5 separate regions of the Mus musculus genome follow, and regions 2, 3, 4 and 5 are each linked to region 1. Evidence: chromatin contacts called from public HiCAR-type, HiChIP or PLAC-seq and capture Hi-C data. All regions are on one chromosome and are shown on one strand. The core of a region is the stretch at or near the end of the contact, and the rest is flanking DNA. Distances in the headings are between cores, read along the strand shown.

Region 1 (2,700 bases), core at 21-2,520:
CAGCCCTTTTTATGGTCTTCACTGTTGCTAGGTAACTGGGGAGGAGTTTAGCCTGAAGGTCAGAAGCTTGGGCCGCTGCTTACGTGACTACTGACCATGCTTCTCTTGCAGGGAGCTGTGGAAAGTGGTACCTTAGGCAGGGGCCAGAGTTCCAGGAGCATGAGGGAACGCCTACTGTGTTAAGTAGGTGAATTATGACCAATGGGGTTCAGACCTCAGCTCAACTGGAGACCAGCCTGCAATTCTCCACAGCACCTGGCATATTCTAGTTTCTATGTACAAATGCATACTAATACACACCCATGTGCACACAACCCACCCTTACATGAAAGATTTTTTTTTAAAGTAGGTGTTGGCTAGTTTTATGTTAACTTGACACAAGCTTAAGTCATCTGGGAAGAGGAAACATGTATTAAAAAACTGTCTCTTTAAGATCAGGTTGGATGCAAGCCTGTAGAACATTGCATCTTAATTAGTGATCAATGAGGTAGGGCCCAGCCAATTATGAGATGAACCAACCCAGGGTCTGATGGGTCTGCATGCTATAAGAACTCAGGCTGAGCAAGCCATGTGAAGCAAGCCAGTAAGCATCACTCCTCCAAGGCCTCTGCATCAGCTTCTGCCTCTGGTTCCTGCCCTGTTTGAGTTCCTGTCCTGGCTTCCTTCGCTGGTGAACAGATGATATGGAAGACTACGCTGAATAAACCCTTTTCTTCCCACGCTGCTTTGGTCATGATGTTTCTTCATAAAAGCGATAACTCTGACTAATGCAACTCAGGAATAAAATTAATTCAAACAGTACCTTAGTTATGGATGAGTCAGAGTCAAATCTATCTTACCCTCTGTACCTTTTTTCTTGAACTTTCCTGGACAAAGGCATCATTTGCAAAAAGCAAGAAAAAGTATTTTAAAACATTAAATTCAACTAAATATAATTATATAATTTCCCCACCTTCCTTCTGTTTACACCTGCCAATCCCCCTCCTTCTCAAATTCATGACCCCTTTTAACTACTTTTGTTTTACACATATTCACACACACACACACACACACACACACACACACACAGAGGTTTATTTAGTGATGTTTGCCTGTAAATATTTTTAGGACTGAGGGTCAGTCATTATTGTTGACGTCCTATGAATCTTAGATATAGGAGTAGGAGGGTTTCAGCTGAAAACTACAAAAACAATCTACTTTAGTGGACACGAGTAATGAGAACTTCATGGTCAAAAGGTTTTATTTCCTGATTCCTGCAGATGGCGCTAAATCCTTAGCTATTTTCACAATTCCCGGGACAGGGACTGCCTGCTCATAGCCCTAGTGTTTTCTGATAAAGGTTCCTAATTGTTTTAACAGTAAGTAGTGCTACACTGTGCAAGATTTAATCCTAAAGACAATTTCCTTAAATTAATAAAAACAAACAAACAAACAAGCAAAAAACAAAACAAACCCCAAACCCCCACGTTTTGGCAACTGACATCTGTGGCTTTGTCCTAGTCCTGTAAGCGTCTTTTAATAGAAGTGACTAAGGATATTGCTTTCCTGTGCTTTTATCAAAGGTCATGTTGGACTTGTTTTGCTTTTTTTATTTTTCCCATAAAAATCCTAAAGCTGTAAAAGTGCCCATTATCCATTGTTCCTACTCGCTTCCATTCCCGTGTCGCTTTGTTTGGCTGAATGTCCATCTATGACAACGATAGGCGTTCATAGTGTTCCCCTTAGTCAGTTAAGGAACACTGCATAGCTGTGTACTGAGGAGCACTTTATTATTGCCCCATATGGTTCCAAGGGGAAGTTAGAGTACAATATGACTCACCGACGGGAAACTCAAAAAAAAAAAAAAATCCCAGCCGAGCGAGCGAGAGGGAGAGGGAGAGGGAGAGGGAGAGGGAGAGGGAGAGGGAAGAGGGGAGAAGAGGGGAGAAGAGGGGAGAAGAGGGGAGAAGAGGGGAGAAGAGGGGAGAAGAGGGGAGAAGAAGAGGGGAGAAGAAGACGGGAGAAGAAGAGGGGAGAAGAAGAGGGGAGAGGGGAGAGGGGAGAGGGAGAGGGAGAGGACAACAACAAAATTGCTGGGTTTGAGTCAAGAGTGTGTCTTCCTGACACTTGTTGTTTATTGATTCCAGAGCCTAGCAAAGAGGTTTTATGCCTTCAGGAAGAAATCATAAAATAATGCTTAAGGGTGTCTAAATATCAGAGTTAATGTAAAAATGTTTTTATTGGGCAGATTTACTCATGTTTGAGAAAACATTTTAAGTTCTCCAACAGGAAATAGACATGTCTAATTTCTCAACAATAAGGAAGGGGAACCTTCAAAAATGTAATAATGTATTTTACGTGTTCTCCCCCCTCCTCCCATTTTCCTGACCAGATTTTATTTCTTCAGTTAAATAATTCTAGCCAAAATGAAATCAAACCAGTGAACAAACAAACAAACGTCTGGAAAAACAAACACTACAAAAAGAGGTAGGAGGAGTCCCTAAGAATGGATAACATCCCGCTTGGAAACAACCAATGTGCTTATATTGGTCTTCTGCACTCTTATCCTGAGCTTCAGACAGCTATAAATATTTTGAAGTTCATACAGGATCCATGACTGACTTCAGAGTAAATTCCAGGCTCCATATTTTAAAGTTATATATTAAAACATCTAGCATTCTCAAGTACTTTTTAATGCTATGGCATCCTCAATAGTCCATA
Region 2 (2,700 bases), core at 184-2,683, 770 kb after region 1:
AGATGCATACAAAGAGAATCACTGTTCTCCATAAGAGGAAGCAAGGGGTCACTGTGGAAATCACACGGAATTTAGAGACAATTTAATTACATCTCACCTCCATAAATGCAATCATATTTGTCATCTCCAAGAGATGCTCTTAGTCACATGGAGTGGTATTGTACCTTTGTCACCTATGAGAAATGGTATCTACTAATGATTATCTATTTCTTTGAAAACAACATTTTTTTTCTGGATTGAGTCTATAACTTCACTCAGTCAATAAAAGGATCCACTCAGAAAACATAGAAAAGGAATGATTTTATTTGAAAAGCTCCTAGTTTCTAATACAGCTTTATATCTATGGCCACTTAACAAGCCTTGAATGAAAACTGTGACAATATCATCATGAGTTTATAACCATTCTGTTCCTCCCTAATTGTATGATGTCAGTAACAATCTATTGTCATCAGTGTGACAACCAGGGCAGCCATCTTAAATGTCAATCATTTGTCTGCAACATGGCAGTTGCTATTCATGCATATGGAGATGACATATACTAATTTGTTTCTTTAGGAACAAAGTTATTAAAAGGGATAATGAATAAATCCATCTTAATACTTAACTATCTGTGTGTAAGTGCACTACAATAGAAAGCTTGATCCTATCTTGGTCTCTTTTCTATTCGATTTATATAATAAAATATCTGAATTATTACGCTGGCTTTGAATTGTGATAGAAAAGAAGGTTGGATTGGTAGAACAGCCCATTCCAGTCTCAGAGGCAAATTATAAAAGACTCATATTGGAAAAAAAAATCTCAAGTGAAATTGTAGAAATTTTAGTCGCGAATCAAAAGCATACTTTTATCCACTATTACTTAAAACTCATCTTTGACTAAAATTATTTTAAGTCCAGCTTTAATATATTCTTATATCCAGAATATACAAAATTCAAGAGAAAAGCAGATGTACAATGGTTTGCTTAGATGTTTTGTGATTTGGAAATAAAACATCTCCCGCAGGCTTCTATGTTTGGTATTTGGTCCTGAGGTTGTAGATCTACTTTTGAGGTGTGGATTCTCTAGGGAGTGGTACCTAGTGACAGGACGTAGATTTCTAGAGAGCTTGGCCTTGGTTTATATCTCAGCTCCACTTCGTGTATTCCTGTGCTTCCTATGTATTAAACGTGAGCAAGCATCTACCCACAACCCTACCCCATGAGGGATTGTACCCCATAACCTATGAGGTAAATAGACTCCTCATCCCTCTACTTGCTGCTCATCCAGTTTTTGGCTCAAACTTGAGTAAACTTAATAATAGAGAGTGTTACTTGAAAATAAAATTAGTGATGTTACTTAGTACAAAACAGTCTTTTACAGTGGCTATATTCAGAGTATTAGAATCCGATGATGCAATCCCAGCAGAGCTGTGAAACTGTCTCTTCTCAGGGACTCCCATGATCTGGAATTGTTTTCAGAATAACAGGAAAGGGAAGAAAGTTGAATAGGGAGCCCATCTGCTTTTAATTCAGCATTCCCAAAAAAACCGTTGTGCATAACTCCCAAAACAGAAAGCTACATTAAATTGTTGCTAATTTTAGACAATAAGTGAGTAGAAACTCCAAAGGTGGAGCTTCCTCTCTTTCAAAACACTACTCTCCCCTGATTCCTTGACAGCCTGTAGCCATGGTACCTGCTAAGAGTTAGCTAAAAATAAAGACTTTTAAGTTGATCATTTCTTGTTGTCCATGAAATCTCTCCTGCTGAATGTCTTGGATAATTTTGTCCAATCTAGGAATAAAGTATTTTTCTTAGGCTTCACATTTCATGGGATTGTGTGTATGGATTTGCCCTTCCATTGGCTTTGCTACTTTATTTCAGGTTTGTGGGCTCACAGACTACCCACTCTGGGCTTCCCTTCTACCAGACCCATACTTTGCTGTAAGTTTGGGATAAGATTACCCATATACTTAGCATAAAACTAAGGTCAGCTTGGTTGCTAGTTCTCCACTTTTATTCTCTTGGGCATCTGGTCTTATGCAATTCTTGTTCAAAGAGTAAAGAAAAATGTATTTTATTTACTGCTGCTTATAAATTTTGCAGACTAGTCTAACCTTCTGTTCAGATATATTTTATTTTGAAAGATATAAATGATTTCAAAATACCTGTAAAATACTATGAAGATGAGGTTCTAAGCATAATGTGGAATTTATATCCACCCACAATAGTTTTATACAGCACAAAGTTGCTCATAAATACTAATTGATCTGTAGAATACAGGAAATACTCAAGACTTAAGAAGGCAAGTTAGACTGAATGTAAAATCAAAATCAGATAAAACAAATCAACAAAAACCAACAACCTCTGGCACAATAGAACTAATTTTCCTCAAGTTCTGGCACTAAGTTGCCAAAATAAAAGGATGTATATGATATGATAGGTCTGAGATTCAGCAATTAAGTGCAGAGTTAATTAAACTAAATACGTAAGCCACACCCCTGAGGAGCATAAGTGTGTGTGAAGCGTGCACAGCATCAGGGCGATGCCCTTCCTTCCACACTCCATATATTCAAATTAAATTAATGCAACTTGTGAATTTATGAGACACCCTCTACAACCATGAAGGACAAAGCACCAAGCCTTCCTAAAGCCCAACACCACTATCAGGTTTCATGTGTGTTGTCTGTTTATAATCCACTTAAAAATAAAATGCCTTGCCAT
Region 3 (2,700 bases), core at 84-2,583, 890 kb after region 1:
TTAAAGACGCCAGAAGCCAATGCTGATGATCTCAGTTCAACCCTCAGGACCCAACATGCAAGGATATGATTGACTTTTAAAAACCGTCCCTTGATCCCTACGCGTGTGTTCTCTCTCTCTCTCTCTCTCTCTCTCTCTCTCTCTCTCTCTCTCTCTCTCACACACACACACACACACACACACACACCAATAAAATTTAAGTTTATATTTATCATTGTTCTGCATAAGAAGATATTAAGCACACATTATTTTTCTCTGATATAAGGGAGATGATGGATCAGGTAAAACTTAGGAAGATGACGATGACACCACTTATGACTGATTTCATTTCACTGAATTCTATGCCCCTAAGCTATCAATTTATAACTCGGAATTTACATGTCAGTAAAATGGGGATAATATTATGTATCTTAGTACTTTATAATATAAATTATATACAATGTAATAATAGACTGCTCTGGTCTGGCTAGTATTCTTGTGTAGTTCTAGGTTGAAGATTTAATTCTTAGTATATCAGAGCATGACTTAATGTGGACCCAGAGAGCTAATGAAGATTTTTAAAAAGGCATTAGAGTGGGACCCTAAGCCAATACACCTAGTGCCTTTATTAAAAGGATGTTAGGAAAAAGTTGTACATAGAGGGATGATCAGGTAAGAATAGAAGGAAAAGATTGCAATGGGCATATCCAAAAAGGGTCCTTGCTCATAGATAATGTGGTACTTCCAGCATCTAGAACTGTAAGAAGTTTATGTTGTCAAAATAACCCAATCTGAGCTTTGGGTTCTTTTTAGACCCCATTGGAGTATTAGTATATAACTATATGCAAACTAGGTACTCTGCAGTCTACAAAGGCTGCTTACCAATTATCAGCAGTTCCTCCTGTGTAGCAAAGGACAATGGGCAAAGCAGCAATGAGAGACTTTATCACTCAGCTAATTACTAACATTCTTTACTTCCTGCTTGTTCTAGTGCCTCAAACAGTCTCATTTAAGTTCCTTGTTTCCATGGATGTTTTCTTATTATTACCTCCAGGTATTTTTCTTCAATGTTCATTCTTTTAATTAGGAGGAAGAACATACAAATATGAAATGAAGTGCGAATTACAAATTATGCAAAATTCTGACCCAGTGGATTAAGAAATCAACAATATCATCAAAGCATAAACAAGCATGGGAGTAATTAAAATGAAACTTGACTGTCACAGAAACCAGTTTATAGACCTTGGTAAATGATTTTACAGGAAGAGACTTTCGCTCACGCAGACACACATTAAGCACTTATGATCGGCTTGTAAACTTTCCAGTTCTATGAGTCAGGGCTTAGGACCTCAAGGTAAAACGAAACACCTCCCAGGAACTAACCAGGCCAAATACTGCATAACTTTCAGGCCAGATGTGTTCAGGGTGCTATAACCATTGACTTCTGAGCTCTGTTTATAATATTCTAGTTGAGACAAGCACTACACTATGATTGTTGAAATTCAAAGACCAAGTGCTGCTTCTGTGTATGACTCCAAGTACGAACCTGATTGTGGTAATGAAGAAATGAGAGAAGACAGGTGTTTGAACAGAAAGCTGGGATCCTATAGAGCAGGCTCTCTGAGAAACCCCCATACCCCACAAGCACAGCATGTGTAAAGTAGAACAGTAAGACAACCAGTTGACTGCATACAACTGATCAAGGTGATAGATTTATTTCTGTACAGAAAAGTAATGAGGCAGAGTTGATGGTGTCCAGCTGACATGAGGAGAGAGGTTTACCTAAGCTCAGTAGTAGCGATCTCTGTAGAGGAGCGGTCTTCAGGCTGAAAATATTCGCAGGACTAAAGCTATGGTGGACATTTTCCGCACAGTATTAGCATACACACATGGACCACAAGGTGCAGAGTCCAGCATGGCCCTGGTGGGGACAAAGTGACATGGTGACATCGTTCCTGCCCCAGGACAGCGCCCCGGTATAAGCCTCCTGGAATCTAGATGGGCACTGTGGGCATAAGGCTTGTTTGTGTAATAATTTACATATTTCACATTCCTCCAAGAAATGTCCTCTGTGTTAATTTTAATGACTCCTTGATGATCAGCCAACAGGAGACCAGGAGGTGAAGGTGTGGCTAAAGTCTCAGCAAAATGGTGAAGTCTGGGACCTTCAAGACAACCCTTAAGGCTATGGGAAAGAGCTCTAGATACCGGAGTTTGAAAATATATAATTTCTCAACTATGCAAAATATAAGAATGCAATATGAATTATGAGGGGCTTCATGAATCTAAAGGAACAAAGGCAGCTGCACTAGGAGCCAGCTTGTCAGAAAGATACAAAGGCAGGCAGATTGAATTCAAGGTCAGCCTGGGACACATAAAGGTGAGGCCCAGGTGTGGTAGAAATGGTAATTTCAGGGAAGAGACCCACCCAACTACTTAATCCTTTGTGTTTAACAAAGGAAGACTGATCTTTGAATTCTTTTGCAGCCTTTGGAAAAAAAAAATGTTTGCTTGCTTTCACTTCTGAATCCAGATGCTGATTCATAGAATAATCTAAAGTAAACCTGGAGTAAATGACTGGGTTGATAATGTAAAATAAAAGACAAGACCTGTGTTCTGCAGGAGGTGAGCTATTCAGAGAACTTTTTAGGAAAAAAAACAGAAAACTGCTTGGAGAACTGACAAAGAGACAGGTGCGCACGCGCACACACACACACACAC
Region 4 (2,700 bases), core at 119-2,618, 850 kb after region 1:
ATTTTTGCAATCGCTTGTAGCCTATACCTTTGTCTTGTTCCTCTGTGTATTCTCTCTTCAGTCTTCTCCTATGACATTTTCCTATCATCAAATTTTTCCACCCAACGTCGAAGAAGAAGGAGGAGGAGGAGGAGGAGGGGGGGCGAGGGGGAAAGGGGAAGGGGAAGAAAGAAGAAGAAGAAGAAAGAAGAAGAAAGAAGAAAGAAGAAAGAAGAAAGAAGAAGAAAGAAGAAGAAAGAAGAAGAAAGAAGAAGAAGAAGAGGAAGAAGAAGAAGAAGAAGAAGAAGAAGAAGAAGAAGAAGAAGAAGAAGAAGAAGAAGAAGAAGAAGAAGAAGAAGAAGAAAATGCACGTTTCTAGTATACCAAGGATCACCCAGAACTCTGTCTTTATTTAAGAGTTGCTTCTTTCATTGTAAAGCATTGTTCTGAACTCCACAAGTCCCCCTATGTGGTGGATTCTACCCTGAGCTTACTGATGCTGTCTCCCTAGACATTGTTTGTTCTTGCTTTGCTTGAAACCTGGTAATTCAAACTATGGCCTTCTCCATCTGATATTTCCAATCTTCACTCAGTTTCCTCCTATTCTTTGGAAATGAAAGGATCCTACAAGAGCTGGTATCATAGTGTGCTTTGTGAACCTTACCAGCACATTCTTTCCCAGGCCAGGAGGTGAAGGAATGAATTAGAAAATGTGATAAGTATTTGTACAAAAGAAATCATGTTAAGACTGAAAAAGAGTCTAGAACTTAAAGCAATGATAATAGTTTTCTTTTCTTGTTCTCTTTTTCTGTTTTCTTTCACTTACAAAGTAACCTATATTCTTAAAGATTATACAAGATTATCTTGTGTCATAATGAAATTGGAACAAAGAAATCTCAACATGACTGTGTGTGTGTGTGTGTGTTATCCCCAATTAAATGCAAGTCATTTCACCTTGCTAAATACAGTCCTTTTTTTTTTTCTAACCTCTTTTTTAAAGGTACCCATAGAGCTTAGCCTTGATATTATTCCATTTCTGAAAGTGAAATCTTTCAGACTGACCTTGGTTGCTTGCTTTTCAGTTTGTTTCATTCTTAGAATTAGTTTGGATGCCTCTACCTCTGAAAGTAAAAACACACCCTGAGATCTCTTCTCTTCTCTTCTCTTCCTTCCTTCCTTCCTTCCTTCCTTCCTTCCTTCCTTCCTCTCATTTCTTTTTCCTTTCTTTTTTATTCTCCCCTCCTTCTCCTCCTCCCCCTTGTCCTCCTTTCCCTCCTCCCCCTCCTTCTACTTTTTCTTCTTCTTCTTTTTGAGGAACAAAGACATGTAGCAATGAGATCTGAAATCTGCTGGTGGGTGCAAAATATACACCAGGAGAGGAAGTTATGGTTTAGGTTGCTTTAATGGAAAGGAAATGACTCAAATCCACATGGCTATGTAATAGACTTACTAAATACAGCTTTTCTTTAGTGTAAAACCTAATGTTTATATAGTAATAGGAAACTTTATTTTACCAAATTGTAATTTTCTTACTGTTCTCTCCTATCTTTCAGTCAATTACTACATCTTTCATTGAGTACATGTTATGTCATTTTTAGCACATAAAATCTGAGCTGATTTCACAGAAGAAGTTGACTTGAGAAATGTGGCCCAATCAAAAGGATCTGGCTTTCATTTGAATTGTTAGCCAAAACACTAGTTCGCTTGGGAAAATGTATTCTTTGTCCTTTACGGAAAAGGATATGCATATTTACAAAGATGTTATGTACAGTTATTGTCATAGGTGAAATTCATATAATTATGTCCATCTCCCAGGTGTTACTGTTTCCTAGGAAATATCAGATATACAGAAACAGCATAAGCAAATACTGAAAATCTTACCTAAGTTCACTTATCAGAAGCCATGAAATAAAAGAATCCATCCACCTGTTTATTTAAAAACTACTTAAAATTTGTATTGATTTGCATTAAATATCTCTTAAATACTTTTGATATTTATTATAAGATTTATAGTAGGTCAGATTAAGGAAATAACATATGTATCAAAAGATGGCCTAGTCAGCCATCACTGGAAAGAGATGCCCATTGGATAGGCAAACTTTATATGCCCCAGTACAGGGGAACGCCAGGGCCAAAAAATGGGAATGGGTGGGTAGGGGAGTTGGGGGGGGAGGGTGTGGGGGACTTTTGGGATAGCATTGGAAATGTAATTGAGGAAAACACGTAATAAAAAAAAGGAAATAACAGACCACTTTTGCATTTAGCAATTTTGCTTCTCTGTAAAGTTACAATGACAATTAGTGTAAACCCCAGCAAGATGTTATAGAACAAGCTTGAATACAGAAGTGAAGTGTGTGGATTTTAGAGATATTTACATAACTAAATGGTTTACAATGCTTAATCATATGAAATTTCTACTCAAGGCCCTTAAAATTGTAAGAACAAAAAGATGACTTAAAACACTGGCATTAATGAAGAATTCAGGCTTTCTAGAAATTTTACTCAGTTTACATAAAAAAGAAAATGTTCAATTTTCCTTCTGATTGACCCTCATGTAACTGACCAGGCTTTCAGAAAAGTTACTGAAACTGGAAACTAGTGAGACAAGGGTTTGGAGAGAGTGTTTTTCATGCCCACCTGATGAAATTGAGTCTTTAAAACTGACACTTGTCATGACTTTGCAAGACACACTCAAGTCATGAAGGACCTAAGGCTGCAGTG
Region 5 (2,700 bases), core at 82-2,581, 680 kb after region 1:
TCTCAAATTGTGGTAGACTGATTCACACCCAAGCAGTTGCATGTCTGGCCAGTTTTCATCAGCAAAAATAGGGGTAAAATGGCAGTGTATCTTTAGGGCATTGTATTGAGACTGAAAATAAGCAAGAAATGGAGCATGTCAAGCTGAACATAGGGATATGTTTCCTGACTCAGTGTTTTAGATTTGGAAATGGGATGGCTTTAATTAGTATTTGGTTGATTGAACCGAATAATAGACCCAGAAGCAATTTACCCAAACTGGAGTTGAAATGTATACTATTCCTGTTGTATAGAGAAAGACTCTCAAAAGCAAAAGTGGATTTATAATAACAAATCAGCTCACATACTTGGACAAGCCCTTATTCAAGATTTCATACTTGATCATGAACCCTAAAGTTACAGTTCATCATAACTAAGTATAATTTTATTCATCAAAGTACTTTTTACACTTTTAAAATTTACATATTTATTTTTTAAATTTTTTATTAGATATTTTCTTTCATTTACATTTCAAATGATATCCCAAAATCCCCTATACCTCCCCTCTGCCCATCTATTTTTATATATTTTAATTTACCCTTTAAGAATTTAATACATGTGGAATTGTTTCTGTCCCATTTCTCCATTAGACTCCTGGATCCACACAGACATCCTTGCAACTTCATTTTCCTCGTCTTCTTATTTTTTTAAATATAAATAAGCCACTGAATTTAATTTGTGCTCTCCACATGCACATGTATGTGGGGACATGCACAGAAGCATGGTCAACCAACCACAAATTACAGCTCTAAAGAAAGCTGCCTTTTCCTCCCCTGGCAGTCCTTTGGGTATTTATACTTTTTAATTTAATTTTTTTTTTACATTTCTAAAAAATTTTTACATGTACTTAAAAATTCTGAATACAAACAAGATTGACACTTTCAAATTTTACTTAGCTAAGATAACTGAAACTCATTTAGGTTTGTGAATTTTTTCCTATTGTTAAAAATAACAAATATATGTGTTTAGCCATCCTTTCAGATGGATGAGACATCCAAATGATAGTAGATCGATGGTAAATGTATTCAGCTGTAAGCAATGCATTTAACAGCAGCTGAGGATAAATATTAATGAAAAATAGTTCACTACACAAGCTCGACATGAGAAGTCATTAGGGATATATCTACGATAAAAATACACCACAGCCTGACTGCAAAGAAAGTGAGATGTGTGGGAAATGACTTCTACAAGAGGGCAAAGTTCCCTGGAAAAAAAAAAAAAGATAGTTCAATTTCCTCTCCCCAAGCTGTCTTTTTAAAATAACATGACATACCACACATTTTGACACAACTCCACATGACTCAGGGGCCTTTCTTTAAATAAGACCAGAACACATTCATGGAGCCTGAGTCACCTCTAACCCTCCGAACTTGGTGAAGATTACTGATCAGCCCTCATTCCTAAGTCAGTACGGGAAAGTTCTGATTTGGGCAGTTAACCGAACATTCTGTTTTGCAGTAAACAAGTTATGGTTTTCCTTCTTTCCTTCTTGCCTCACCCAAAAAGGGAAAAAATGCATGTAATTTAAAAATGTGCTTTTCTACAATAAACAAAAACTCCTCATTTCTTCAAACTAAGCGATGTTTACGGAGATGACTTAGAAATATATGAGAAAATAAATAACTCATTAACATAGAAAATCAATCCATGATAGGCTCCCTTTGGAAAACTGTTTCCTCCGAGATAATTAATCCAGGAGAATATTTGTTCTTCCAAGATCAGGGAGATCCTTCTAGAGAAGGCTAAAATTTAAGACTGTTCTGAGGATGGAAAGTGAAGAAATGCGGCTGCGCCTCTTTGTTACACACAGCACTCATCACATACTGGGGTGTTTGTGATTTCACAATCCTATCCACAATATTAAAAGCCTGTATTTTCTGTTTGTTTTTTTTTTTAATAGCTATGATACAGTGGGATATGGTAATGAAACTGTTGAACTTTCAGGAGGCTAGATAAGGTATTGTCTTTTCTTGCTAAGCTGTAGTCTTAATTTCCCTTATTTAAAATGATAAAGGTAGTGTTTACATCACATGTGAACAAAAATATCTAATGCATACAGACATCTATTGTTTGGATTTTGTGTCCATCACAAGAGTTAAGAGCAACAAATAAAGAGTTGTCATGCCTGACCAAACTCTGAAGGCTTTGGAACTTCACTCACTGGATATTTCCAGGGATGGGAATCAGTTGACAAAGACTTGTGGTCACTTCCTATGAATGATGTCTTTTCCAGGAAGTGGTATACCCATTACCGTCTATAGTATTATGTGTTAATCATTTCGTGTCTCTCTCAGGTATTCAAATCATCAGCCTGAACAGTGATGGCTAGATGGCTGTGATTGCTCTCCAAAACTCCTGTCCCATTTCCCCAGTCATCACTAATATACAGAGACAGAGACAGAGAGAGAGAGACAGAGAGAGAGAGACAGACAGAGACAGAGAGACAGAGAGACAGAGAGGCAGAGAGACAGAGAGAGGCAGAGAGACAGAGACAGACAGAGACAGAGACAGAGACAGGCACAGGCACAGGCACAGGCACAGGCAGGCACAGGCACAGGCACAGGCACAGGCACAGGCAGGCACAGGCACAGGCACAGGCACAGGCACAGGCACAGGCACAGGCACAGGCACAGACACAGACACAGACACAGACACAGACACA

The links. HiCAR-type assays count read pairs that join an accessible place to other places. HiChIP or PLAC-seq counts read pairs in DNA pulled down with a chosen protein or histone mark. Capture Hi-C pulls out chosen DNA fragments and counts their contacts.
Region 2: a HiCAR-type map of fibro-adipogenic progenitors shows a contact between it and region 1, with 5 times the contacts expected there. The contact joins two enhancer-like sites. A contact is called at or near these places in 6 of 484 Hi-C or Micro-C datasets (the C3H10T1/2 cell line, the HPC-5 cell line, adipose-derived mesenchymal stem cells and 3 more) and 2 of 115 datasets of contacts at active chromatin or transcription factors (cardiomyocytes and fibro-adipogenic progenitors).
Region 3: a FOXA1 HiChIP or PLAC-seq map of pancreatic cancer cells shows a contact between it and region 1. The contact joins two enhancer-like sites. A contact is called at or near these places in 1 of 484 Hi-C or Micro-C datasets (bone marrow-derived macrophages), 2 of 115 datasets of contacts at active chromatin or transcription factors (embryonic stem cells and pancreatic cancer cells) and 1 of 9 other capture datasets (embryonic stem cells).
Region 4: a contact with region 1 is called in a capture Hi-C map of bone marrow-derived macrophages, with 13 times the contacts expected there. The contact joins two enhancer-like sites. A contact is called at or near these places in 2 of 484 Hi-C or Micro-C datasets (the HPC-5 cell line and bone marrow-derived macrophages) and 1 of 9 other capture datasets (bone marrow-derived macrophages).
Region 5: a contact with region 1 is called in an HNF4G HiChIP or PLAC-seq map of pancreatic cancer cells. The contact joins two enhancer-like sites. A contact is called at or near these places in 1 of 15 datasets of contacts at CTCF or cohesin (the NIH/3T3 cell line), 5 of 484 Hi-C or Micro-C datasets (adipose-derived mesenchymal stem cells, embryonic fibroblasts, reprogramming fibroblasts and 1 more) and 4 of 115 datasets of contacts at active chromatin or transcription factors (the NIH/3T3 cell line, cardiomyocytes, embryonic fibroblasts and 1 more).

What each region holds. Positions count from the first base shown.
Region 1 is chr13:4,661,256-4,663,955 of GRCm38.p6, forward strand. No RefSeq gene overlaps it. Among named protein-coding and RNA genes, the nearest start is that of Akr1e1, 53 kb to the left of the region's middle. Within about 2 kb of position 1,271, at least 112 of the 459 cell types and tissues checked have an H3K27ac peak or open chromatin away from gene starts, as enhancers often do. A contact at or near this core is called in bone marrow-derived macrophages, embryonic fibroblasts, fibro-adipogenic progenitors and 1 more, where this site is marked.
Region 2 is chr13:5,434,883-5,437,582 of GRCm38.p6, forward strand. No RefSeq gene overlaps it. Among named protein-coding and RNA genes, the nearest start is that of Gm40660, 19 kb to the right of the region's middle. Within about 2 kb of position 1,434, at least 11 of the 459 cell types and tissues checked have an H3K27ac peak or open chromatin away from gene starts, as enhancers often do. A contact at or near this core is called in fibro-adipogenic progenitors, where this site is marked.
Region 3 is chr13:5,548,063-5,550,762 of GRCm38.p6, forward strand. No RefSeq gene overlaps it. Among named protein-coding and RNA genes, the nearest start is that of Gm40661, 4.0 kb to the right of the region's middle. Within about 2 kb of position 1,334, at least 39 of the 459 cell types and tissues checked have an H3K27ac peak or open chromatin away from gene starts, as enhancers often do. A contact at or near this core is called in pancreatic cancer cells, where this site is marked.
Region 4 is chr13:5,510,628-5,513,327 of GRCm38.p6, forward strand. No RefSeq gene overlaps it. Among named protein-coding and RNA genes, the nearest start is that of Gm40661, 41 kb to the right of the region's middle. Within about 2 kb of position 1,369, at least 44 of the 459 cell types and tissues checked have an H3K27ac peak or open chromatin away from gene starts, as enhancers often do. A contact at or near this core is called in bone marrow-derived macrophages, where this site is marked.
Region 5 is chr13:5,344,575-5,347,274 of GRCm38.p6, forward strand. No RefSeq gene overlaps it. Among named protein-coding and RNA genes, the nearest start is that of Gm40659, 87 kb to the left of the region's middle. Within about 2 kb of position 1,332, at least 52 of the 459 cell types and tissues checked have an H3K27ac peak or open chromatin away from gene starts, as enhancers often do. A contact at or near this core is called in embryonic fibroblasts and pancreatic cancer cells, where this site is marked.